Linked DNA regions of Mus musculus: all the other regions are linked to region 5. Evidence: chromatin contacts called from public HiCAR-type and promoter capture Hi-C data. All regions are on one chromosome and are shown on one strand. Each heading gives the region's core, a stretch centred on a gene start, on an enhancer-like site or on the middle of the called end of the contact. The rest is flanking DNA. Distances are from core to core; before and after follow the strand shown.

What was found. Promoter capture Hi-C pulls out the DNA fragments that hold promoters and counts their contacts. HiCAR-type assays count read pairs that join an accessible place to other places.
Region 1: a contact with region 5 is called in a HiCAR-type map of astrocytes, with 6 times the contacts expected there. The contact joins the enhancer-like site here to the promoter of Slc35b4 in region 5. A contact is called at or near these places in 1 of 39 promoter capture datasets (the 3T3-L1 cell line), 5 of 115 datasets of contacts at active chromatin or transcription factors (astrocytes, embryonic limb bud, embryonic stem cells and 1 more) and 1 of 9 other capture datasets (liver).
Region 2: a contact with region 5 is called in a promoter capture Hi-C map of hippocampal neurons, with 10 times the contacts expected there. The contact joins the enhancer-like site here to the promoter of Slc35b4 in region 5. A contact is called at or near these places in 8 of 39 promoter capture datasets (the 3T3-L1 cell line, 3T3-L1-derived adipocytes, the C10 cell line and 5 more), 2 of 115 datasets of contacts at active chromatin or transcription factors (astrocytes and embryonic forebrain) and 1 of 9 other capture datasets (liver).
Region 3: a promoter capture Hi-C map of embryonic stem cells shows a contact between it and region 5, with 6 times the contacts expected there. The contact joins the enhancer-like site here to the promoter of Slc35b4 in region 5. A contact is called at or near these places in 8 of 39 promoter capture datasets (the 3T3-L1 cell line, 3T3-L1-derived adipocytes, cranial neural crest and 3 more) and 6 of 115 datasets of contacts at active chromatin or transcription factors (embryonic forebrain, embryonic midbrain, embryonic stem cells and 2 more).
Region 4: a promoter capture Hi-C map of hippocampal neurons shows a contact between it and region 5, with 12 times the contacts expected there. The contact joins the enhancer-like site here to the promoter of Slc35b4 in region 5. A contact is called at or near these places in 8 of 39 promoter capture datasets (the 3T3-L1 cell line, 3T3-L1-derived adipocytes, the C10 cell line and 5 more), 9 of 115 datasets of contacts at active chromatin or transcription factors (astrocytes, embryonic forebrain, embryonic hindbrain and 5 more) and 1 of 9 other capture datasets (embryonic stem cells).
Region 6: a contact with region 5 is called in a promoter capture Hi-C map of second pharyngeal arch cranial neural crest, with 8 times the contacts expected there. The contact joins the enhancer-like site here to the promoter of Slc35b4 in region 5. A contact is called at or near these places in 5 of 39 promoter capture datasets (cranial neural crest, embryonic stem cells, frontonasal cranial neural crest and 2 more), 1 of 484 Hi-C or Micro-C datasets (embryonic stem cells) and 1 of 9 other capture datasets (embryonic stem cells).
Region 7: a contact with region 5 is called in a promoter capture Hi-C map of hippocampal neurons, with 9 times the contacts expected there. The contact joins the enhancer-like site here to the promoter of Slc35b4 in region 5. A contact is called at or near these places in 4 of 39 promoter capture datasets (HPC-7-derived erythroid cells, embryonic stem cells, hippocampal neurons and 1 more), 2 of 115 datasets of contacts at active chromatin or transcription factors (astrocytes and large pre-B cells) and 1 of 9 other capture datasets (adipose tissue).

The regions. Positions count from the first base shown.
Region 1 is chr6:31,595,541-31,598,707 of GRCm38.p6, forward strand. No RefSeq gene overlaps it. Among named protein-coding and RNA genes, the nearest start is that of Gm31486, 8.0 kb to the right of the region's middle. Within about 2 kb of position 1,426, at least 123 of the 459 cell types and tissues checked have an H3K27ac peak or open chromatin away from gene starts, as enhancers often do. A contact at or near this core is called in astrocytes, where this site is marked.
Region 2 is chr6:31,828,835-31,832,362 of GRCm38.p6, forward strand. No RefSeq gene overlaps it. Among named protein-coding and RNA genes, the nearest start is that of Gm13847, 160 kb to the left of the region's middle. Within about 2 kb of position 1,922, at least 7 of the 459 cell types and tissues checked have an H3K27ac peak or open chromatin away from gene starts, as enhancers often do. A contact at or near this core is called in hippocampal neurons, where this site is marked.
Region 3 is chr6:31,641,492-31,644,960 of GRCm38.p6, forward strand. No RefSeq gene overlaps it. Among named protein-coding and RNA genes, the nearest start is that of Gm13846, 7.8 kb to the right of the region's middle. Within about 2 kb of position 1,275, at least 79 of the 459 cell types and tissues checked have an H3K27ac peak or open chromatin away from gene starts, as enhancers often do. A contact at or near this core is called in embryonic stem cells and liver, where this site is marked.
Region 4 is chr6:31,931,391-31,934,827 of GRCm38.p6, forward strand. No RefSeq gene overlaps it. Among named protein-coding and RNA genes, the nearest start is that of Gm31894, 85 kb to the right of the region's middle. Within about 2 kb of position 2,166, at least 10 of the 459 cell types and tissues checked have an H3K27ac peak or open chromatin away from gene starts, as enhancers often do. A contact at or near this core is called in embryonic stem cells, hippocampal neurons and neural tube, where this site is marked.
Region 5 is chr6:34,175,049-34,178,456 of GRCm38.p6, forward strand. It overlaps Slc35b4 (solute carrier family 35, member B4), which reads right to left and starts at 2,006. Exons shown (of 10, transcript NM_021435.3): 1 at 1,730-2,006. The coding sequence starts at 1,806. Gm13855 (a long non-coding RNA gene) reads left to right here and starts at 2,000. Exons shown (of 3, transcript XR_868963.3): 1 at 2,000-2,174; 2 at 3,157-3,316.
Region 6 is chr6:31,885,592-31,889,234 of GRCm38.p6, forward strand. No RefSeq gene overlaps it. Among named protein-coding and RNA genes, the nearest start is that of Gm31894, 130 kb to the right of the region's middle. Within about 2 kb of position 2,005, at least 18 of the 459 cell types and tissues checked have an H3K27ac peak or open chromatin away from gene starts, as enhancers often do. A contact at or near this core is called in second pharyngeal arch cranial neural crest, where this site is marked.
Region 7 is chr6:32,162,180-32,165,378 of GRCm38.p6, forward strand. Plxna4 (plexin A4) reads right to left here. Exons shown (of 32, transcript NM_175750.3): 27 at 2,881-2,980; 28 at 1,221-1,411. Among named protein-coding and RNA genes, the nearest start is that of Gm13850, 52 kb to the left of the region's middle. Within about 2 kb of position 1,797, at least 2 of the 459 cell types and tissues checked have an H3K27ac peak or open chromatin away from gene starts, as enhancers often do. A contact at or near this core is called in hippocampal neurons, where this site is marked.

The DNA.
Region 1 (3,167 bases), core at 176-2,675, 2.6 Mb before region 5:
AACCCTGTCTCAGAAAACAAAAAATAAAAACCAAAAAAACAACAACCCTAACCAACCAACCAAACAAACAAAGAACAAAAATCCCACTCCCCCCACCAAACACATAAAGAAAAAGAAACAAACTTCATGCCAAAGAGAAGGGTCAAGGTTAAAGGCACTGGCTGCCAAGCCCACAACCTGAGCTCAGCTCTGTCCCGGGATCCTGTGGTGGAAGGGGAGAGAGAACAGGCACTGACTCCTAGCGTTTTGTTTTTCTTTTTTTCTTTCTTTCTTCTTCTTTTTTTTTTTTTGGCAGGCAGGTTTCTGAGTTTGAGGCTGTTTCCCTAACAAGTACTAGGGCTGAACCTGAGAGGGTTCTATAGGAGAGAAAGAAAAGAAAGAAAGAAAGAAAGAAAGAAAGAAAGAAAGAAAGAAAGGAAAGGAAAGGAAGAAAGAAAGGAAAGAAAGAAAGGAAAGAAAGAAAGAAAGAAAGAAAGGAAGGAAGAAAGAAAGAAAGGAAGAAAGGAAAGAAAGAAAGGAAAGAAAGAAAGAAAGGAAAGAAAGAAAGGAAAGAAAGAAAGAAAGAAACAAGGAAGGAAAGAAAGAAAGAAAGAAAGAAAGAAAGAAAGAAAGAAAGAAAGAAAAGAAAATTATTTTTATGTGTTGTAGTTTTGTTGTAGATAAGGTCTCACTGTGTAGCTCTGGGGGACCTAGATCTCACTACACGTCTTAGTTAGGGGTTTACGGCTGAGAACAGACACCATGACCAAGGAAAGACGTAGAAAACCCAACACTACCACCACGTTTTGTTTTTCAAGGTCCCATTCTGTAGCCCATGCTGACTTGGATTTGTAACAAGCCGGGACCCTCAGTCTCCCAAGCACTTTGACTACAGGTGTGAACGACACCATCAGTTATCCAAGCCTCTGAATTACAAGCAAAAATGAACCACCCAGGGTGCTGGGGCATACAGCACGGCTCTGGTGCTCCCGAGAGCCACTGATCCTTTTGTGCCATGGGCCATGCTGTGGGCAGCAGGGGCCTGTGTGTCTGGGTCTCCGTCACAGGCCCATCAGTCTCTTTGGAGAAGACTGCAGGCACCTTCTTTTGTCCTCTTCGGCTTGTGACCTTTAGACTTTCTAAGTCACCTCTGCTTAGGCCGGACCACCTGTAACGTCTGTCCGTCTCCTTTCTGAGCCTGTGTTAGTATTCCAGGGAGCCAGCCTCGCAGGCGTGCACACACCAGGAGAGCTAGAGGAAGCTTAGCAGAAGAAGGGCCACAAACCCAGCAGAACACAAAACACGAATACTCAGCCAAAGACCCTCGTCCCTGGACCCCAGCCAGGGCTGTCCCTTGATTATTTTTTGTTCTCCTTCCTCTTTAACTGGATCTTGCATGAAAACAGCCTGGGCGTTGCTAAGGTAACGCCTTGGAGCCTCCCTGAACACATCATTGTTTAATTCCAGCAGCAGCGGCAACCCAGAGGAATGCGCTATTTGTTTAAGAGATGAAAGCCTCGAATTTCCACAGATTCTTCTCCGGCTTCACTCCCCTTCCACTGCCAGGCTGGGCTGGAGAGGCGCACATTGGGTGGAGGGGACCCAGTAGACTAAGGGGTGATCTTTACGACTTGAGGGGAGAGAGAGAGAGAGAGCGAGCTGTCCTTGTTAGGGGAAGAGCCATCCTCCTGGGAGGGTCTGAAGGACTTGACAGCCTTATAAGTCAGTACCCAATAAATCGACCCTGCCCCTCAATGTCCCAATTTCACAGGCCCAGAGACCTTGATGAGTGGCAAACCTATCCTGTATGCAGTACACATGAGAACAGGGCCTGCAAGCGTTGAGGATAAAGCTCTATCAATAGGTTACTGGCCAAGAAGGCAGGAGGCCCTAAGTTCAACTTCTTTGCAGTATGGTAAGTGTACCAGAGGACTGTCCTTCATCTGTTTCAAAACAACAGCAAAATTCAGAAGAATTTCAGGGAGAGAAGGAGAGAGAGATGGGGTGTGGGGGGAGGGAGAGGGAGAATAGAGAGAGGGAGAGAGAGAGAGCAAGAGCCCATTCAGATGGGAGTAAATTTTATGTATGATGGATCCATGGTACAACCTTTCCTTCGTCATTCCACGGACACTGAAGAAATGTACACTGCTCTCCAAGACTCTGGCTGAGGACTTGTAAGGGTTTTTGTGTTTTGTTTTTCCAGAGTGAGGGTCTCATGTATCCTAAACTGGCCTTGAACTTCTTGTGTAGCTGAGAATGACTGTGAACTCCTGAGTGTTGACAGTACAGGCATAGTCTAACATGCTTGCTTATGCTCTGCTGGAGATGGCTTCCAGGGCTTCATGTCACACTGGGTAAGCATCCTACCCAATGAGCTACAGCCCCCAACCTCTCAGAGTCTCACTATATAACACAGGGGAGAGTTTGGAACTCTATGTAGCCCACGTTGGACCTTGAAATTGCAACAATCCTCCTGCCTCAATCTACTAGGCACGATATATTGTATTTGTGTTTTCATTGGGAGGTTGGCTGCACTGACTTGAGTCTCTACACAAAGGCAGGTTTAGAATAGAGGGTGGCCCTGGGGCCCACCCAAATCTTTAATTAAAAAGATACTTTAAAAAAATTAGAATAACAGTGCACGTAACAAATTATAAAAAAATTAGAATAACAGTGCAGTGGGGAATTAAAAGCTCCAAGAAAAATTAGAATAACAGTGCACGTAAGGAGAAACCATGGAGATAAATCGGGCAGATAGACAGACAGACAGACATCCAGATAGACTCAGTGGGGAATTAAAAGCTCCAAGAAAAAGAGACAAGCAGAGCAGTACAAGACCAGATACACATGGAGATTAAACAGCAAACCTTTAGAAGAACAAAAATGATATCCAAAAACCGAGAGTGAAACTGCTTTGGGAGCCCAGGGTTGGACAGTGATTCTCAGAGACAGATGTCATGGCGCTGAAGTGTGTAGAAAGAGATTAGCAGCCTTGGAGGCCCTTGAAGATAAATGTCTTCCTTTGAACCCCACTTCCTGTTAGAAGAGGAAGCCTCACAGTTGCCCTCCATATTTAAAACACAGGAGAGGATCTGGGAGGAGTCGAGGGAGGAGAAAAAAATATGACTGAAATATGTCGTATTTTTTAAAAATATGTAAAATACTTTTAAAAAAATACTACATGAAAA
Region 2 (3,528 bases), core at 672-3,171, 2.3 Mb before region 5:
TTAACAATACAGAGCAAGCATTCAGGCAGGGAGCTGAGAGTTTCTGTCCCTGGCCTTTGACCTCTTCCCAGGATCAGGAACTGAGCAGAACTTTCCAAGAAATTCTGGAAGCTTCCATAGAACTTGTAGAGTTATTGAAGGAAAAGAATTCATAATGGAGGTGATCAAAGTTGAGATTAGAGTGGTACCATGGGCGGTACCCTTCTAAGGTGATTAGTGGCTTTTTAGGGATAGCTGGTGTATTTCTTTGCTGTTTGGCTAAATATAGCATCAAGTAAAACACTACAGGGACTTGAGATAACAGGATTGTAGTCAGAGGCTATTTCCAAGTGACTTTGGGCTAACCATTCATTGGGCTTCTGTGACCTTCAGCTTTCTTGTGTGTAAATTGGAAGATTAATTTCCATGTTATGGTGGATTGTTGTGACAATCACATAAGAGAGTGGGCGTCATGCCACATTACTGGCATACTTAGCTTCCAGAGGTGAACTAAGAGGGTAACAAGAGACAATGGACGGAGAAGCCATTTGGTTGTTAGAAGACTGCCCCAGTGCGAGTGGCTGAGTAGACTTATGACCTTGGCCATCAGAAGATGGCTTTCTTGCCTCTCTCAGCCCTCCTTAATCTTGGCAGCTCCTGTCTCTCACAGCCCTCCTTGAGCTCTACAGTGAATTGTGTTGAACTTGCCAGATTTGATTGGTCAGATCTTGGCAGAGGTTTACAAACCCAGGGTGGGGCTCCCTTCCTGTGGCTCCTCTGTCTCTCCTGAGGTCCTAGCTGGGAATGTCTATATCTTCAGTTCCTCCTCATTTATCTCGTGAGAGATATGACTCAGGTGCACGAGTGTCTAAATATTTTATGGGCAGATCAGTCTGAGATGACAAGGAGAGTCAGGGGGAGGGAAAGAGGGGAGAGAGAGAGAGGAAGGGGAAGGGGAGAAAGGGGGAGAGAGGAGAAAGACAAGAGAGAAGAGAGGGGGATGAGGAAAGAGGGAAGGAGTGGGAGGGAGATTGCAGTGGCACTTTTGTGATTGGCAGCACACCATAGATAAGGGGCCAGGCTGGTATCCTTTGTCTTGGTTCAGTTCGAAAGGGAACAAGTCATTTAGAAAAGGTGTTGGACTAGAAGTCCATACTCGAGGTAACAACCAGAACCGTGATCCCGGAGCCACGGAGGGCGGATAGAGATGAGAGCCGCTGCTCATAGCTCCATCCATTCTTAGCATGCAGGGCTCCTGGGTTGTCTTCAGCTTCTAAAATTACCTGGGACCCGACTAAGACTGTGTGCTGAGGTGATACCAGAAGAAAGGAAGACAGAGAGGGAAACCCAACAGGGGAACTGTATTTTATTTTACATGCTTGATGGAAGACAAGGCTAATCTTGTCTGGGAGTTGGTGGATGTCATAGTCTCATTGATGGATACCGGGTCAGAGCACTCTGATGATAGACTACGGTGGTGGCTTCTACTGAGCAAAGTGGCTGAGGAGTTTAATATCAGCACAGCAGCCATTGTTTTCTGAAACTCTTTTTGACCACTAGATGCTCAGGGGTATCCCTGGTACGGAAAGGTTTATGTCCTGTGGCTTCGTCTCTCTTAAACAAAGTGCCAAGTCCACTTTTAAGAAATGTTAAGGAAGTGAAAAATCCTGCAATCCTAGATGTGTGCGAGTGGTATGTGTGTGCATGTGGCCACGTGTACAGGTGTGTTTTAACACACCCAAGCCGCTGGGCACATAGGTCTCGTTTGCTCCTACACATGTGAGCACCACAATTTCATAATTAGAGTGGATGTTAATGCTCCATGATTGGAAAATGTCACCCTGAGTGACTAATTTGCCAGCAGGGCCTAATTGAAGTTCAGCATCATCTGCGGTTTCTGTAAAGTCTTTCTTCTGAAATATGTGGGCAGGCGGCGCGGCGGCGGTGTGGTGGCCAGGAGCCAGGCTGCGTTCTGCGTTGGGAGGATGACGATTTATTGCCCTGCGTTTCTCAGGAGTTCTAAAGGGTTGGGTGGAGCATCAGCTGTGGTTGAAATGTGGTTGGCCATAAAAGAAAAGTCTGGGGCTGGACTAACTCTGTGTGGCAGGTGCTGCTCGATAAATAACTGGGCTTTCTCCAGGGAGGACTTTTGTTGTTTTGTGTGGAGGCAAGCATCAGAGGACAGAGGTACCCTAGGAGGGAAAATCCTGGGTAGGTATTTCCTCTGGCACTTCCCCGGGCTGTGGAATCCTTGAAGGATGTGTGTGTGTGTGTGTGTGTTTGTCATGTGGGCAGTGCCTGTTGTGCCCAGCAGTGTTGAAGTCAAAGATAATCTTACACTAGATTCTTGATCTGGGTCTCAGAGAGTGAAGGGGGTACTAGGTGTTTTGAGATCTTTGACCCAACACATACTTATTGAGTACTTTGAATGCACAGACATGGGCTAGATTCTTGTTCTTGAGCCATATGGACATGTCCTTATGGAGATTACATTATACTAGGATAAATAATAATAAATATCTAGAGTTCTAATCCCCTTGTAGCAAATTTGACACATCATAATTAAAAAAGGAAACTGTATTAAATATGAACAGTGTTTGTATGTGTGTGTGTGTTTGTGGTGTGAACAAGCTTCTCAAAGAAGATCCCCAATACACATACACAGTGAGAAGGAGACAGCCTTGTGAAGAGCAAGGGAAGCTCATTGTAGCAGAGGGAGCAGCAGGTAAAGTGTGTGCCAAGAAGGTGGTGGAAGCCTGTAAGGAAGGTTGAGCTAGAGCTGGGCCTAGGGAGGCTGATTGGGACAATGCTGCAGAGGTGGCAAGAGCTGCTTCATGGAGGATTTGCAGAATTGTGAGAGATATTGGATTTCATTCCAAGCAAGTGGGAATTAATTAATTTATTTATTAATTTACTATTAATTTTGTTCGAGGCAGGGTTTCTCTGTGTAGCCTTGGTTGGCCTCGAACTCACAGAGATCTGCCTCCCAAGTGCTGAGATTAAAGGCGTGAGCCATGAGGTAATATTCAACGGAGATGCTATGATCTCTGCTCTGGAAAATGAATTATAGAGTAGGTGTTTTGAGAATGAGCCAGGAGCTCTGGCTAGGAGGTCACTGGAGGCGTCAGAGAGATTCTAAGGGCTTAGGAGATGTTCATGCAGACAGTGGGGGAGCCCTTGCTCTGCAGGGAGCAGCTGGAGGGTGCATTGATTCTGTAATGAACTTAATGCATGTAGCAGTGTGGAGGATGGATCCCAAGAAAGAAGAAAGGAAGGAAGATAATGTCTTGTTACCATGACCAAGATTCAAAGGGACATGGCAAACTGTATCTAACCGAATGGCCATAGATCTGGAAAGCATGATACACAGGTTGAGTATCCAAACTGCTTAGGACAAGAACTCTCCCAGTGTTTACAGTTCAGAGATTTAAAAAATTAGTATGTATATAATGAGATAACTTAGCAATGAAATCCAGGTCTACACGAGATTTCATTTATGTTTTATAAAATTCATGTATACATTCTGAAAGTAATACTATTAAATGCTTT
Region 3 (3,469 bases), core at 25-2,524, 2.5 Mb before region 5:
CATGCATGTCCATGCCAGACATGCAAGCAGTACCCATGAAGGCCAGAAAAGGGCATTGTATCCCCTGGGACTGGACTTACAGATTGTTATGAATTGCCATGTGGGTGCTAGGAATTGAACCCAAGTCCTCCGGAAAAGCAGCCAATGCTCTTAACCACTGAGTCATCTCTCTCTCCAGTCCCTGCAATTAGTTCTTGAAGATGTGGAAACATCTTATTCTTTTTACATTTATATCTATGCAGTGGGCATGGATGCAGCGTATCTGTGGTGTGATACTTTCCTGAGGAGGGAGAAAGCAAGAAAGTCAGCTGTCTATACAGACTCTTTAGGAGGGCAGTCATGAAGAACCCAGAACTGAGATCTGTGGTGTGGATCCTTTCACGCAGTCAGATGGGCTGGGATGGATGGATGGATGGATGGATGGATGGATGAATCTCAAGCCTCCTTGTTTCTGAGCTTTAAGGTCCTCTCCTGTCTACCTCAGCCTGGGTAAACAGAGCCTTGTTATTCTAGGCACAGGAGGTATTTAAAAACTCGAAGCTGCATGGGGAGCAACTCAGGGTAAAAGGACTAGGTCTAGGCTGGGAAGTCCCTGAACTCTCAGTGATTCTCAACTTTCCTAATGCTGCCATCCTTTAATACAGCTCTTCATGTTGTGATGATCCCCTCCCCCGAAACGATTAAATTATTTTTCATTGCTACTTCATAACTGTCATGAATAATAAGGTAAATATTTTCAGGGATAGTTGTCAAAAGGGACACGACCCACAGGTTGACAGGTTCTCCCCATACTATGGCAACAAGACTAGGATATCAGAGGATAAAAGCCAACCTTCAGGCCTGAAGTGCCACTGCCCATTCTTGGGGAGTCCCTGCAGCACCTGTGTATCTTGATGGCTACACAGAGATAGGAGAGTCTCAGGCCTAAGGGAAGGGCCGACTCTGAAACAGCAAGTCTTGCGTTGGGTGGGTGGCACCAAGTGGGAGTTGGCAGCTGCGGGCCACCTGCTGGGTACCAACCTGTTTCCAGGGACACCAGGGTCCCTACGAGGGGAATCACGTGTGTCAGGCCCACCCTGCAGGCATCCTGATAGGAGAAGCCAGGACAGACCCGAGGTGGGTGGGACAGGCCAACACAGGAAATGCCTGCTGGGCCTAAAAATAGTGTGGGAGGGGACAGGAAACAGAAACTTTGGGCCAACATGGAAATGCTTTCTGAGCTGATCAGGAAATGAGGACTGGGGCGGTAGGGATCGCCACCACCCAGCTGCACTGCAGCCCCGCCCCCAACCCCTCTGCCTGGCTGAGTCTGTGCCTGGCTGGGGGTAGGGAAGGTTGCTTCCCAACGTCCTCTCCCTTTGTTTCGAAGCAGAGCCGTGTGCTGCAGAGCTGTAACCGCACGTAGATGTCATGCTGTACTTGGATGGCAGCCTGCTCTTCCCAGAACTGAGGTGGTGCCTGGGAAAGTGGGCCCAGCAGGGTGGTTCAGTGGGTAAAGGCACTTGGCGCCAAGCCCCATGGTCTGACTTCAATCGCTGGGACTCAACATGGTGGAGAGCCGACTCTTGCCAGTTGTCCTTTGACCTCCACACAACCCTGTTTTCCTCCCCCACATAAATAAATGTAATAAAAAATTTAAAGCTGGGGAAATAAACTCTGCAAGCAAGAAACTCAAGGGTCTTTGGGAAGGAAGAAATTGAAGGGTATTCAAAACTTCTCACAGTGAGGTCCTCTTGCCTGTGCAGTGAAGGCTTTGGGGTCCCCAGCCTAGACTGAACCCTAACCCAATCAGTTTAGACTCTGGAGTGGGATCAAACAACTGTGTGGAGGTCAGAGGATAATGTGGGGGAGGTTGGTTCTCCTGCTATGTGGGTAGATCCTGGGGACCAAACTCAGGTCATCAGGATTGGTGGCAAGCACATTTACCCACTTAACTATCTTGCCAGCCTCCAACTTTTTTAAAAATTAAATTAATTTTTTTATGTATATGAGCTTTTTTTGTCTGCATGTATGCATATATGACATGTGTGGGCCTGGTATCTGTAGAGAGCAAAGGGCACTGGGTCCCCTGGAGATGGAGTTAAAACTAGTTGTGAGGGGCTGGTGAAATGGGTCTGCTGTTAAGAGCAGTGGTTGCTCTTCCAGAGGTCCAGTGTTCAATTCCCAGCAATTGCATGGTGGCTCACAACCATCTACAGTGGTATCTGATGTCCTCTTCTGGCCTGCAGGTGTATGTGCAGCAGAACACTCATACACTAAATAAATACAATAAAAAACAAATAGAAAAGAAAAATAGCCGTGAGCCATGTATGAGTGCTAGAATCTGAACCTAGGTCCTCTGTAAGAGTAGTAATTGTTCCTGACTACCGAGCTGTGGGAGCCGCCCTCACATTCGCCATTACAAGATGGCGCTGACATCCTGTGTTCTAAGTGGTAAACAAATAATCTGCGCATGTGCCAAGGGTAGTTCTCCACCCCATGTGCTCTGCCTTCCCCGTGACGACAACTCGGCCGATGGGCTGCAGCCAATCAGGGAGTGACACGTCCTAGGCGGAGGATAATTCTCCTTAAAAGGGACGGGGTTTCGCCATTCTCTCTCTTGCACTCTTGCTCTCTTGCACTCTGGCTCCTAAAGATGTAAGCAATAGAGCTCTTGCTCTCTTGCACTCTTGCTCCTGAAGATGTAAGCAATAAAGTTTTGCCGCAGAAGATTCCGGTTTGCTGTGTTCTTCCTGGCCAGTCGTGAACGCGTGTAAGACCGAGCCATCTCTTCAGCCCCATTTTGTTCCTTTGTAAAGGATGTACTCTGTGTGTGTGTGTGTGTGTGTGTGACTTCAGAGGACAGAAGAGGGCATCAGATCCTCCGTAGCTGGACTTATATGCAGTTGTGAATCACACAACATGGGCGCTGGGAACTAAACTCTATCTTCTGCAAGAGCAGCATGCATTAACCACACTGAGCCATCCTTCCAGTCCCCCACTTTTTAAAAGCTGTTTAGGAGTGTAATTTTTATATGCTGCAGTCAGTTAGCACATTAGCATGGATGAAGTCTCAATCAATAGTTCACACTGGAGGCCTGAGCTTGGCTTCCTGCTAAGGTGTACAACAGTAGTATTGGGTGCACTTGAAAAAACACTGATCCAGTCTTCCATTCCCTGCGTCTGCTATCTCCAACCATATTGAGACCAAGTGTAAATTATCAGCGTTATGGCTACACAGGCATGCTGCACCTCTGAACTCCTCAGGGTTGTCGTTACAAAGACTGCTTGTTGTCAGTGTGCTTTGTGCTTTGGCTGGGCTCAGCCCATCCATGCGCATTCTGATTTCCAAGGCCCAGGATGGAACAATCCCGGGTCTGCTTGGAGTAACCCTGACAGCCCAGGGTCTGAGGGAAGACACATGGGTGATCCATTCCACCAGCTGCTAGGTGAGTAGCTAGTAAATTCATGCGGCCCTCAGGAGAGCAGC
Region 4 (3,437 bases), core at 916-3,415, 2.2 Mb before region 5:
CCAGCTGTCAACTCTGTCCCATGCAGACCATTCCCCCCCCCTTTTTTTTATTACGTATTTTCCTCAATGACATTTCCAATGCTATCCCAAAAGTCACCCATATCCTTCCCCCCCCCACACTTTCCTACCCACCCATTCCCATTCTTTTGGCCCTGGCGTTCCCCTGTACTGGGGCATATAAAGTTTGTGTGTCCAATGGGCCTCTCTTTCCAGTGATGGCCGACTAGGCCATCTTTTGATACATATGTAGCTAGAGTCAAGAGCTCCGGGGTACTGGTTAGTTCATAATGTTGTTGCACCTACAGGGTTGCAGATCTCTTTAGCTCCTTGGATACTTTCTCTAGCTCCTCCATTGGGGGCCCTGTGATCCATCCAATTGCTGACTGTGAGCACCCACCACCCACTTATGTGTTTGCTAGGCCCCGGCCTAGACTCACAAGAGACAGCTATATCTGGGTCCTTTCAGCAAAATCTTGCTAGTGTATGCAGTGGTGTCAGCGTTTGGAAGCTGATTATGGGTGGATCCCTAGATAAGGCAGTCTCTAGATGGTTCATCCTTTTGTCTCAGCTCCAAACTTTGTCTCTGTAACTCCTTCCATGGGTGTTTTGTTCCCAATTCTAAGAAGGGGCACAGTGTCCACACTTTGGTCTTCATTCTTCTAGGGTTTCATTCATGCAGACCATTTTTATTACATCCCGAGGTGCTGCTGTGCCCACATAGGATCATCCTGGTCCCTTCAACAGAAAAATGACAGAGGATCTGGATTAGTTACTTTACACCCCCCCCCCCTTTCTCTTTTGAGACAAGATCTCTTGTAGGCCGGGCTGCTTGGAATTTGCTATGCAGTTAACCCTGAACTCCTGATCCTCCTACCCCAATGCTGATGTTGCAGTTTATGATGCTCTCAGATTTACCCCCCAGAGGTGATATTTAGATACATACTAGGTGATTACTTTACCAGCTGAGCTGAATGCCAGCTTTTGGATTAATTTCCTAGGAATGCAAATGGGGCCACTTAAACCATTAGAAATGCATTGCCCCACATTTCTGAAGACTGGAAGGTCAAGACCAAAGTGTCCATAGGGCTATTGTACCTCCAAAGACCTACAAGAGAGATTGCCGCCTCTTCCACCCTCTGTATTCTTGCTTTCCTTTACTTGTTGTCGTGTTTTCCCATCTCTGCCTCCATCATTGTGTGTGTTCTTGCATCTTTGCACCATTTTATGGTGGCTCTGCCTTTCCTAAGGGCATCAGTCGTACTGGGCATCCTACTTCATCCTAAAGACAGTTTTATCTAAATCAATTCTGTCTACAGAGACCCTATTACTAAATGAGAACACTTCTATAGTATGCAGGTGGACTCCAAGATATTTTTTATAGGGGAAGATATAATTCACCCACACCAAATACCTAGAAATACGTTGATTGTCTTCCAAACTCAGGCTGGAGCTTGGTGTGTCTGATGATTTTCCCTGTGTTGAGCATGTGGGTTATACAATGACCCAAAGTCAACGGAATATCAGTATCTGTAGTATTTGCTAGCCATTCACATAGGGTTACTGCTTCCCACATTCTTATTCCCAAAGACAATTATCTGAGCAGAAGGATATGCCTTGGCGATGTGCTTGAGTACTTTGGGGCAATTGTGACTTCCAGAATAAAATGTTAAGTGTGGTGATGCTTGACTGACCTCATAATTATATACATGCTATGGAGAACTGAGCTCTAACTAGGAGCAGATTCAGTGGGCTGGTTCTCTTTTGCACTGGCTATTTGTATTTGTTGACAATTTGTGTGTGTTTGTGTGTGTGTGTGTGTGTGTGTGTGTTGTTCACTACTATATTTACTGGTTGATGGCGTGTGAGGTAGGAGGAGACTCAGAGAAGAGACTTCGTGTTTAGCTAGAAAACAATCTCTGAAACAATGGAATGTCAAAGATGACATGGAGTCTGGTGAAGACACTGCGTGTCACAGAAGACACATTCCACAATGGCTGTGCAGAATGAAGCTGATTCCGCCCCCGGCTGTGCTCCCTGACCCCAGCTGTGACACAAACTGACCTCCTATCTGTCTGGGCCTTTCTCTGGGAAGCTTCCTCTCATTTCCTGGGAGATGCTCTGGGTCAAGGGCACTTTCCAGAGTGGAACTTTCCACTGCCTCATAAACTTCTCGTTGCTAAGCGATGATGGTGCTCACCAGAGGGGCTGCTCCTGCGCAGGGCAGCCTGTTCACTACCCCATCTGCAATTTAAATTCCCTGACAGGCAGAGACAGCCAAGCTGTTCACTTGAGATTGCAAAGAGTTAGATTGAAATACAAGGAATATCCAATGCCTGGAGCCCCTCATAAATTTTGCTTTGATAGTGACTGGGAGAGAGATGGGGAGAGAAGGAGCCAGGAGGCGATTGTAGGGGCAGCCCTATCGCAGTTGAATTTACTGTTGATCTCTCTGCTTCATTCCCCCGCAGCCCCGAGTGTGCACCCACTCTCTAGCCTCTGCCTATTTCTGGTCAGTGGGCTTCTGGGCCCTTCTGCTGTTCCTATGACCGCACAGGTACCATAGCCGCCATTGCCCCCACGCCATTGCTTTCTCTCGGAGTAGCCTGAACTCCCCTAAGGGCCCAGCAGCGTGTGCCCTTAGCAATGCTAGGGCTTTAGGTGTTTTGGTAACAGCTGAGAACTTTGCTTGTGACTTTAGCTGGATTGTATGAGGTAACCAAGTATTCCTGAATTCCGCAGGCGCCCCAGGGGAAGCCACGCCCTTCAGCGGGCAGAGGCTGATGGTGGTTACATGTCAGGGAGTGTGGCAGCAGCAACTCTGCAGCTGAGGTCCACAGAGGAGCATAAAGGAGGGGATGAGGAGGAGCTTGTAGGCCCCGCCTCTCTGGAGATTTGATTCTGTGATTAAATTCATTCTTTCAGTATCCCCTCTAATCACCTCTGGGCTCTGGGGTTCTTAAATGTAAACAAACAATCCTATTTATTTATTTATTTACTCCCAAGTATCAAAAAGCTATCCTCAAGTCATTCGGTTTTCCAGGTCCTTTCAACAGGAAGGGCTGGGACAGCTAGACTGAGGAATGAAATGTGCAGTTCAAAGTAGATGGTAGTGATCAATTGTCTGCTTTGGTTCATGAGGTGGGGCTAGCTGCCTGAGGGTTCCCCTCCTCTCCCCATGCTAAGTGGGAACGAGACCATGGGACTCAGAACCATGGGTAGACAATTCCTCTCCTCCAGGAGCTGTCAATCTTCAAAGTACATAGGTTATACTCAATGGGCTGAAAAGTCAGGACAATCCAAATAAGGGCCCTCTGTGTCGAGAGGAGTCAAGCTTAGAATGAAATTTCCAGAGAGGGGGGGACTGCAAGCTCCTTGGCGGGGACTGCAAGCTCCTTCTCCAAGGCGGGGACTGCAAGCTCCTCCTCCAAGATCATCAC
Region 5 (3,408 bases), core at 756-3,255:
GTACTATACATTGCATTAATAAGCCCACTTCCTTACGTCTTAAGGAAAACCCTCAGTTGTATGCAAAAATGCAGATTTATATATATGTAAAGTTAAATAAGGAATTTGGATTCATTTACAAATTGATCCTAATAAAATTCTAAATAAAAGTTCCTATAAAGAATGAAAAGACTTTATAAAGAGAAAGGAATCCATTTCTGGATACACACAGAACTTTTCTGGACCCTCACAAAAACAACGTACGCCTGCACTGAGACAAATTGTAAGGGAGAAGGCTAGGGAAGTCACCAACGTGAGGTAGGCATTTCTCATTCACCTTCAAAATCCATGGGGATGAAGCTGTTATCACCCACCCCTCTGATGGTTGAGAAAAGTGTTTTAGCCAAGAGCTCACAAGCTAGAACACACAGGTTTCACATAATTTAGTGGCATATTCAATGCAATTATCTGACTTTGTTTCTATAGCTAGCCTGAATATATATCACTTTCTTATTTAAAAATATATTAAATAGATTGAATTCCAAAGTTTTCTGCCTTTGAAGTGTATCCAGAAACTTCTTTTTCATTTTCATCTTCCTGTCCACTCCCAAGACAATCGATCTTCATCAACACTCTGCATAATAAAACGGTAAGCTCTCTAAAAGCAAACTATAACACATACAGACTTGATCATAAATAAACTGCTTACTTCTGAAGGATTCAAACCAACAGTATCAAACAGGATAAATTTCCAACAGACATCACACCATGTTCAAAACTCAAGTTCAAAAATGGAAGGCATCTGGAAATGTTACTGGGCTAGGAGCTTAGACAGATACAGTCCAGCCCATTTTTGCTCTGCCACTTCCAAATAGTGAAAAGATGCCCAACTTTGCATCTGTTTCACTTTCAACAAAACAATGTAACTCTTGGTCACAGGGTTGCCCTAAGCAGTATATAGATAGAAACCTGTAGCTAGTGACTCTGAACTGAGTATTGAACTGTCTGAAAAAGGAGACCGAAGCTCCAAACCTTAAATAACTAACTGGAGCTGTTTAGTCCTAATCGTTTTCCAGTTCATCTCCTGTCTCTTTTCTAACTTCTGCCTACTGAACTTTGCACATAGTTACCCAACGTTATTTGCAAGACACCACACCACAAAGCCAATCCTGTTCCCAATCTACACTTCAAAGAGCACGCTTCTCAACGAAAGACTGTGATGTGCGAAATGCCCAGGGACCATGGTGACAGCTCAGTTGTTATCTGCACCACATCACTCACATATGAGTCTAAGCCAAGTGCTCACAACCATCTATCTCTACGACCAACAAAAACAAATGTTTCGCAAAACATGTCAACACACACACACACACACACACACACACACACACACACACAAAACTTTCTGTGAGAAAAGTTTTGCTCCAGACAGACACGTGTCATTCATTCACTGGTCAGCGAAAGGTGCTAGAGTTGGATGAGTAGTAGTTGGAGAGGGTGCTCCTAGAGACCTAGGATCGGTCACGTGAGAAAGTCTCCAGGCTTCAAACTCCCCAAAGTGTGGCTTGGAGATGCCGACAGCAGCACTCTGGATGTTCCTGTCACCTGGATGCTAACGAATGGAGGAGTGCCAGGGCTGCAGAGTAGCTGACTGCGTGGGTATCCCGTGCAGCGCACTAGGGAGGCGGCCAGGGCTAGCAACCCCGGACCAGCTTCGAGAACCCGGGCGCGGCCCGAGAGGGTCACTCACCGGGCCAGCAGCTCTAGGAAGATCACATTACTGCAGCAGCCTGCGAACACCAGGCCCACCGCGAAGGCCGGGCGCATGGCCGGTGCGGGGCACGGGGAGCCAGCGCGCAGAAAAAGCGCCCTTTCAGTTCGCTACCCTAGAAAATCCGCGCGCAACATCACCACCGCCAGCGGTTCCCTCCCTGAGGGCCGTCTTGATCAACTCTTCCTCCGCAGCTGCCACCGACGCGGCCAGACCAGGAGCTGTAGTTCTCAGTCATACCCGGTCCCATTCATTTGAGGGGGCGTCCTAGGGCTAACCAAACTACATGTCCCAGCAGACCGCGCGCCTTTACGGCAGGCGTGAAAAAAACAGGCAAGTTTCCCCCGAAGGCTCGCGTGAGTCGGTGTCGCACTGCCTTCTGGGAAATGAAGTCCCAATGCTGTTCGTGTTCAGTACCATAAAGGTTGGAATGGGATTCAACGAAATAGCTTGTGTGCTCCCTGTAACTGACTTCTCATTAGAGTATTCTAGCATCTGTAACAACTCACCTGCAACTGAGAGAATGTAGAAATTCCTGTAACATCTAAACCGAATTCTAGGACAACAGCGAACCTAAAAGTTTTGAGATTGAGCCTTGGCTTAAACTGCCTGTTTAGAGCATTGGCTTAGTACTCCACTCTCATCACAGGGGAAGATAGGCCTGTCTTACTAATAGTTGTTGTAGAATAGACTAATACAGTAAATGTATTGCTTTATGTCGTGATTTTTGTAGAGACACTGAACACATGTCTTGTGCTGGCATTTTGCCAGCTTAAGGTGCTCATTAAATATTGAATTTAACTGATAAAAGGCATTCTTTTTGCCATAGTTCTTGTTTCTAGTCTCCTTTGAAAGACAGACATTCCCAATTTCAGAATGCACTAGAGCTTATTGAAAATTCAAAGTTCAGGACCACAAATAAAAATTGTGCTCAGTAACCATCATTTAGAGCATGCAGGCGCCAGGATTCTGATGAGATCTCTGGGTCACAAGTTGGGGAAGCCACTGGCAAGTTAGTTGTGAATCTTGAGGAAAACTTCGGAGTGTTTATGTTTATCCCCTAAATTGCCTCCCATCATGTGGTGTCACTGCTGATGCAATCACACGTATGAAGGGGCACAGTTCTGAGCAGTAGCACTAGTCTTACATAATAGGAAGAAATAGGGCTGTTAATTCATCGCATCTATGAAAAACTGGTCTTGCTAGGTGTACAAACACAGAACACAAAGGCACTGGCCTATGTACATAGTTGATGGTCACCATGCAGTCTTTCTTGCTATTGCTGTTGAATCGGAGTGAACACCAAGAGGCTCAGTAACTGATGCCACAAGACTTCAGCTGAAGGGTAAAAGGCACGTGCTTCCTTTCAACACTTAAATGCTGACGTGAGCATTGTATGTGCGCAGCATATGTCTTTCAGGTGCGCTCAGAGGCCAGACAAAGGCATCCGATCTAGAGCTGGAGTTTCAGAGGTTGTAAGCCATTCCCTGAGTGCTCCAAGTTGAACCTGGGTTCTCTGCCAGAGCAGCCAGTGCTCTCAACCACAAAAGCATCTCTCCCATCCAGGTATGGCCAGTTTTGACTGGAGTGCTTGAACGTTGGCATTCTCAGAGTTTCCCCGGGTGATTTCTGTAGCTGAAGCTGAGAGCTGTTGAGGA
Region 6 (3,643 bases), core at 755-3,254, 2.3 Mb before region 5:
CTCTGTCTCTCTGTCTCTCTCTCTGTGTGTGTGTCTGTCTGTCTGTCTGTCTCTCTCTCTCTCTCTCTCTCTCTCTCTGTGTGTGTGTGTGTGTGTGTCTGTGTGTGTGTGTGTGTCTGTGTGTGTGTGTGTGTGTCTGTGTGTGTGTCTGTGTGATCAGTTCAGGGGCCTCTGAGATGGCTCAGTGTGTTCATGCTACCAAGTCTGACAACTTCGGTTTGATCCTGAGGACCTACATAGTGTGAGAGGAGAACTGATTCCCCCAAGTTACTCTCTCACAGTGTACAAGCAAACACTTGTGTGCATACATGTGCACACACACACAAACACACACCATACCACACACATGTAATTTTAATTTTTTAATGAAAATAGCTTATTTAACTTTATGTTTATGTATTAGTGCTTTCACATATGTGTGTGTACCATGTGGATGCCTAAAACAGTTAAAATGAGCTCGTTTTATCCAGACTCTGCTGTTCACAAGCTAGGTGACCTTGACATGGTCTCTTAGGGACATACTGTTTCTCGGCTTTAGTAAGCTGTGGGATAGCAGGCACTGCTAACACTGAGAGTATGGAGCAGTTGTACATGGCAGAGTATAGCTCCTAAATTCAAGAGTCACTGTTGCCATCATGAGTGTCCACCTGCTTGTATCTGGATTATGGCCCACTTGTCTTTTTTCAGTGTATCAGATAGACAGACTGACTGGTAAGACGGGGAGTCCATTGCAAAGCTTCTGAGTATTTCTGGGGACTGAAACCCTGACTCATGGCCTTGAACACAGTTGGTGTGTGTGTGTGTGTGTGTGTGTGTGTGTGTGTGTCTGTATATGTCTCTCTGTGTGTCATATAAAGGTTCTAGATTACTCCAGAATTGGCCCAATAACTTGGAATAGCCTTTCCCTGCCTTCCTTCAGCTGAGTCAGTCTGGGTTTAAGAGAAAGGGAGACACTGATTTTGGTTTCCTGCAGCCAGTGCTTTTAGGACCTCATCCCTTTGCCCACCTCCCATTACCTCACTGTCTACCTCATCTCTAGTTTTTCTGATCTGATTAAAGTCCTGTGATTTTCTCCCATTCTCTAGGGGAGGCCAGCCTGTGTGGCAGGTTAATCAGAAGGGAAGGCTTGATGAGCTGCTAAGAGGTTGATTTGTAACTCCTCTTGAAGGATGCTTTCTGACAAAGGTCTTTTGGAGACAGCACCAGAAGAAGTGTGCAGGCACCAGTATGGTGCCTTCATTGAGATGGCAAAGTTGACCCTGGGCATGACCCTGTGGGGAAGCTACTGAAAGCAGCTGATTACAGAGCTTCCAGTCAGAAGCTCTGGCCTCCAGTCAGAAGCAAGTGCCTGTGTGGGATCCTGCTGGGAGGTCCTGCTCCTTTCCAGAGCCCCCCTGCCTTCTGCGCCTGAAAGCAGGCTTATGGGCTGCAGGCCTCTCTGTCCTCAAAGTGCTCATCGCTCAACTGCCTTAGCCTCCCCAGGAACTCAGAGAGCCAGTCCCATGTGCCTGATGGCCCCACTTAGAAGAAAGCACTGTTGAATGAATAGTCCCCCTCCTGCAGCTCAGCCTCATCTCCTTAATGGATCCTAATTACCCTTGTCCGGCTTGTGGCTTCTCTCAAGGGCCCACCTGTCGGGATGATGGATGAGGTGAATGGGGGATGTGGCCAGCTGGGGCTGCAGGCATCCCCTTTCTCTACTTGGGAGGAGCTCTGGAACTTTAAACCAGTCCCAACATTTCTGATGAAAGGAAGGCCTGACTAGGGATGAACCTTTTTCTCTCTGGGTCCTCAGACTTGGGCCAGTGAGTGCTAGTTTAGGAGGAAGGTAAGGGAAATAGACTAGGGGGAACTCACTGAAAAACTCAGAGGGAGGAGGGACAAGAGAGGGCAGAGGAGGAAGGAAAAAGGAGGAGAAGGTTGGTACTCCCATGGAGTGCTCCAGGACAGGCTCCAGAACCAGATCCATTACAGATCCATCAACACGAAGTAGGGCAGGAGCCCTCAAAGCTCTTGCACTGACCTATGACCTTAGGCTTATTCTGTGTCTGGGAAAGTCAGTAAATGAACTATAGATCATCCAGAGTCAGACCTTCATCTTGACTCTAAGAACAATAGCATCCGATGCTACGATGAGCACAATTTTGTTTCCTATAGAGTGATCAGTCCAGGGACGGACAAGGAACAACATCTACTCACACCAAAGTGCTGGAACCCCTTTTTCCTCTGCTGTGACTAGAGTCCAATGTGATCTGTGAATTCATAGTCACTGTTAACACTGGGTTTTTCGCTTGTGCACTTTTCTATGCCATGCACCACACGTTACCAGCTCCTGGCAAAGAGTGAATGTCGTGTCCATCAGTGTTCACTGCTCTTGGTTATACTGCCCCAATTTTTAGGTTATACTACAGAGTTGCCCACCTACAACATGGCAGATGAGCAGTCAAGGGCCTAGACTTTAAAGTCGCTTCACAGATGGAAGCTTAGCAGCTTCCTGAGAAAGGAATTGGATGGTCCGAGTAAAAGGCAAAACATTAGAGACAAGCTTCCACCTAGCTGTTGTGTCTGGGGCCCTTGGGGGTACAATGGTTTTCTCTGAGCTCTGTTCCTCAGAGATGGCTGTTCTGTGGTGTGGTTAAGTGTGGCGGAAGGCTTGCATTTTCTTACATGTGATTGCTGAAACAAGCCAGCATCCATAGATTACTGCTCACCAGAATTCCTGGATGTCTATGCCATCCTCCCATGCTACAAACAGGGCTGCTCTGAGTAACCAACAGGGTAGATAGAGTTAATGTGTGTAGCTTCTGATCTCAGCCCCAGAAGACATCATAGCATCCATCTTGGTTTCTCAGATTACTGATTCTGGAGAAAACTAGCCACTGAATCCTGAGGATACTTGTTATTATGTTAAATTGCATCTCAACCAGTTCACAGGATGTCCTAACCCTCAGGATCTCCAATGTAACGATTTGGAGATGAGATTATTAAAGAGACCTTAAACTAAAGGGCCTTGGGGTTAAACTTAAAAGGATCTTGGGGTTGCCCCAAACCTAGTATAACTGGTGTTCTCATAAGAAGAGGAAGATTGGATACAGATACACAAGGAGGGGAAAGTCCATTTAAAGGAACAGATAAGGAATGAGACAGCCATTTTCAAGATTAGAAGAGCGCCCCCACAAGCAACACTTCTGCACATGCTTTGGTCTCAAGTTTCCAGAATTTCAGGAAAGTAAGTTTCTATAAATCATGTGATCTATGGTGGTTTGGCAGGACACCACTCAAATCCCTGTGAAGAGAACCATGTGAACACACTCCAACTTGCCTTTGGTTATGTGTGTGAACGAACCACTTTGGGAGCCAGGTCCTCAAATCCCAGGCAAGCTTCAGATGAGCCAGTCTGCCTCCACCATCAAGTCTTCCAGCCAAGGTCCTGGGCACAATGGCACAGGGAAGAGATGTCCTTCAGAATCCTGGCTCACTAAACCCATGAGAGGACATGATGGTTGCCATCATGTGTAGTGATTCATCTTGGGGTGGTTTGTTATACAGGTGATAAGGCTGAAGCACCGAATCTGTGGTGACGAAAAATGGTGCTCTCCTCGGGGTGAGAGAAAGGTCCTTTGGTACTGTGAGTTTGTCATCA
Region 7 (3,199 bases), core at 547-3,046, 2.0 Mb before region 5:
CTGGAGAAGGAGACATTCAGATGCAGCCCAGCCTAGGCAGATCTAAGCTGGGGGTGGGAGGGTGGGTTGAAAAGCTATCTCAGGGACAGGCCAATCGAGGTCAGTGCTCTGCATCTCTGATGAACATGACATTGGGGAGTGCGGGGACACTGTGCATCAACTCTCCCCTTTCACGATTCCTTGGCAGGTCTACCTTTCCTCTGTGCACAGACCATAGACAGAAGACACAGGACAAGGGCCAAAACTACCTTCCCAAGGGCCAGCCATAGGGTTTGGTTTCATATCTCTGCCAGTGCTATTATATCATGTTCCTAAAATGTTAATGAGCATGCCTTGGTCAGAGCTGACAAATACAATCTGCTGGTTCTGTTTGGCCACTAACCACCCTGGCTAATGACGATCTGGGCTCCACAGAGAAAGAAGAGAACCCAGACTTGAAGGGAAAGGCTAGACCACAGGCATGGATTAGCCCCAGTATCAGGATTAGAAATAGCATTGCCAAAGCTACAGACATAGCCCCAGGTTCCAGCCTTAATGATGGCACCCCTGAGAAAAAGTGGTTCTTCCCTAAGGAAAGGTGGGGAGTGGGGAGAGACGTGGGGGTGTCTGTAGCTGAGACAGGGTGCTGAGGAAGGTGGGAAGAGAACTTGAGATTGTGTGCTAACTCAGGTCTGCTGGGATATCCCCGGACTGACAGGTTGACTGGGATCCTGCAGCTCACTCCTGAGGCTCCCCTGGGATCACGACAGACAGTGCCTGGTGTGGGAGGTCAACAAAAGGGCCTGGTGCACACTTAACCCCTGTCTAGCAGTTCTGTGTCTGTTTGGTGTGTAGGAATGTATGGATGTACGTGTATGTGCACGTGTGTGCACATGCAGAAACCGGAGGGCAACCTCCAGTGTCTTCCTCCATCTCTCTCCACAGTTTTTTGAGACAGGATTTTTATAGAACCCGGAGCTTGATATTTGGCTAAACTGGCTGGCCAGCAAACGCCAGGCAGTCTCCCTTCTCTGTCTCTCCAACGCAAGCAAGGCACTGTTCACTGCTCATGATCTTTTCAATGAGGACTTGAGGCTATCCAACTTGGGTTCTCACACTTTCATCGGAAGCTCTTTACCAAACTGAGCCATCTCCTCAGCCTTCAGCTCCAGTATTCACACAGCAGATGAAGGCCTTTCCTGTGCCCACACGTTCCCTGCAACCTCTCTCCTGTCACATACCTTTGTGGCCAATAGTCGTGTCAGATAGATCTCAGACACCATCTTGCTCCCCCGGTCCCCCTCCTTCTGGTCTCCATGTTCATGGTTCTTCACCAGATGCCAAAGCTTGACCCCGCTTTCCAGGTCAGGGGTGATCATGGGTGTCCGGGAACGGAGGCTGTCAGGGCTGCCTGTGTACCGGATCATGTTCTCTGCCAAAGTAAAGAGCGCAGAGCTCAGGAAGAGTGAGTCTCTACAGGCCTATACCCAACAGCTCACAGCACACTCCTCTCGCAAGCCAAGGCCACTATTATTTGACCCTTCACGCCAATGGCTGGCGCTGCCACTTTGCCTCCATGTGGCACATTCCCTGCAAGGCTTCTGTCTTTCCTACCACCTCCAGGAATTAACTGTAGCGAGTTCTACCCACTCATGCTGCCCCGACTCCTGTACTTGGCATTGAGTCAACCCTTAATTATTCAATTTGTAGAACGATAATCTCGTGCTTCTTGTACACTTTTCCTTGAGCGTGCTCTCAAGTCCTGTCGCGCGTGTGGCCAATTAACTGCACATGTAAAAGCAGGTAGCCTGTGTTCCTTAATGAGCCTTGGCTAGGGCAGCTGTTCATCTCCAGCCCACTCTGGCCTGGACCAATTCTTTTCTCTTACTTTATGAATCCCTTCCTCTAGTTTGAGTTATGGCAAAATGGGACCAGACAGGCAAAGGATGAGGTCCTATCACACCCATTGTCACCTATATGCTCACCTCATTATCATCCAAAATGATTGGTGATATTTGTCTTTTATCCCCTAATTCCCACTTTACAAGTAGAATGTCACTGCTTAGGGTGATCATTTGACCCCAAGCATATACGTGGTGACAGACAGGGCATCTCTGGAGCTTTGACATTATAGCTAGCACCCTTTCCCCTCGCAGCCTTTCCACCACTATATAACAACAGTATGATCTTTACCAATCATTCAACCTCTATGCTTCTTGAGTTATAACTTACTAATATAAATGACAGAAGGAAAAATAATTATTTAATTCACTAGATTATTGCGAACTTGATTTGAGATGATGAGAAAAGTTAAGCCTTATAGACTCTATGACCTTGTGAAGATTAGGTTTGCTCTTTCTCTCTTCCTCCCTCCCTCCCCCCTCTCTCTCCTCCCTGTGTGTGTGTGTGTGTGTGTGTGTGTGTGTGTGTGTGTGTGTGTGTGTATAGATCCATCTTGGGTGTCATTTCATAGGTGTATCCCTCTTGCTTTTTGAGATGGTTCTCTCACTGGCCTGGAGCTCACCATTAGGCTAAGCTGGCTAGTCAGTAAGCTTTCGGTACCATCCTATCTCCACTTCTCCAGAGCTAAGATTACAAGCATATACCACCATTCCTGACATTTTTAACCTGGGCTCTGGAGATAGAACTTACACCCTCATGCTTGCACGGCAAGCCCTTGACCAATGCAGCTGTTCCAAGCCCTACATTTCCTTTCATGCAGATAAAGTACAGGTTTATGCCCCAGAGCTAGCAATTAGGACCAGGTACCCCTGGCCCATTCTGGCTGTTTTCCCCAATGGTCAGCTGACCTGATCCTCTATCCCTAGGAAAGGGCATTTGTTGACCACACCTGCTTTGGATGCTTCTACTTCCCACCCCTTACACCTGATGAGATCTTACCATATTTACTTGCTGAAGTCCTGGAGACAGTGGAGTTGTTCACTGCATTGTAGGCTGTCACTTGCTTGGACACTAAAGCCACCACAGAACCATCTGGTACCTAGGGGAAAGGTTTCTAAGAACCTGGGCATGAAACTTTCCACCCACTCCAGGAAATAAGGACAAATTAAGATAATTTCGGGGCAGTGAGGGACAATTAGCACCTTGCTAGGAACTTGAGCTTTAGGGGTGACTCCCTCCCCTTTTGATAACACAAGACAAAGACCTGAGTTCTAGCTGCATTCAGTTTTGTGGGTTCTATATGGAGCAACTCTTGGCA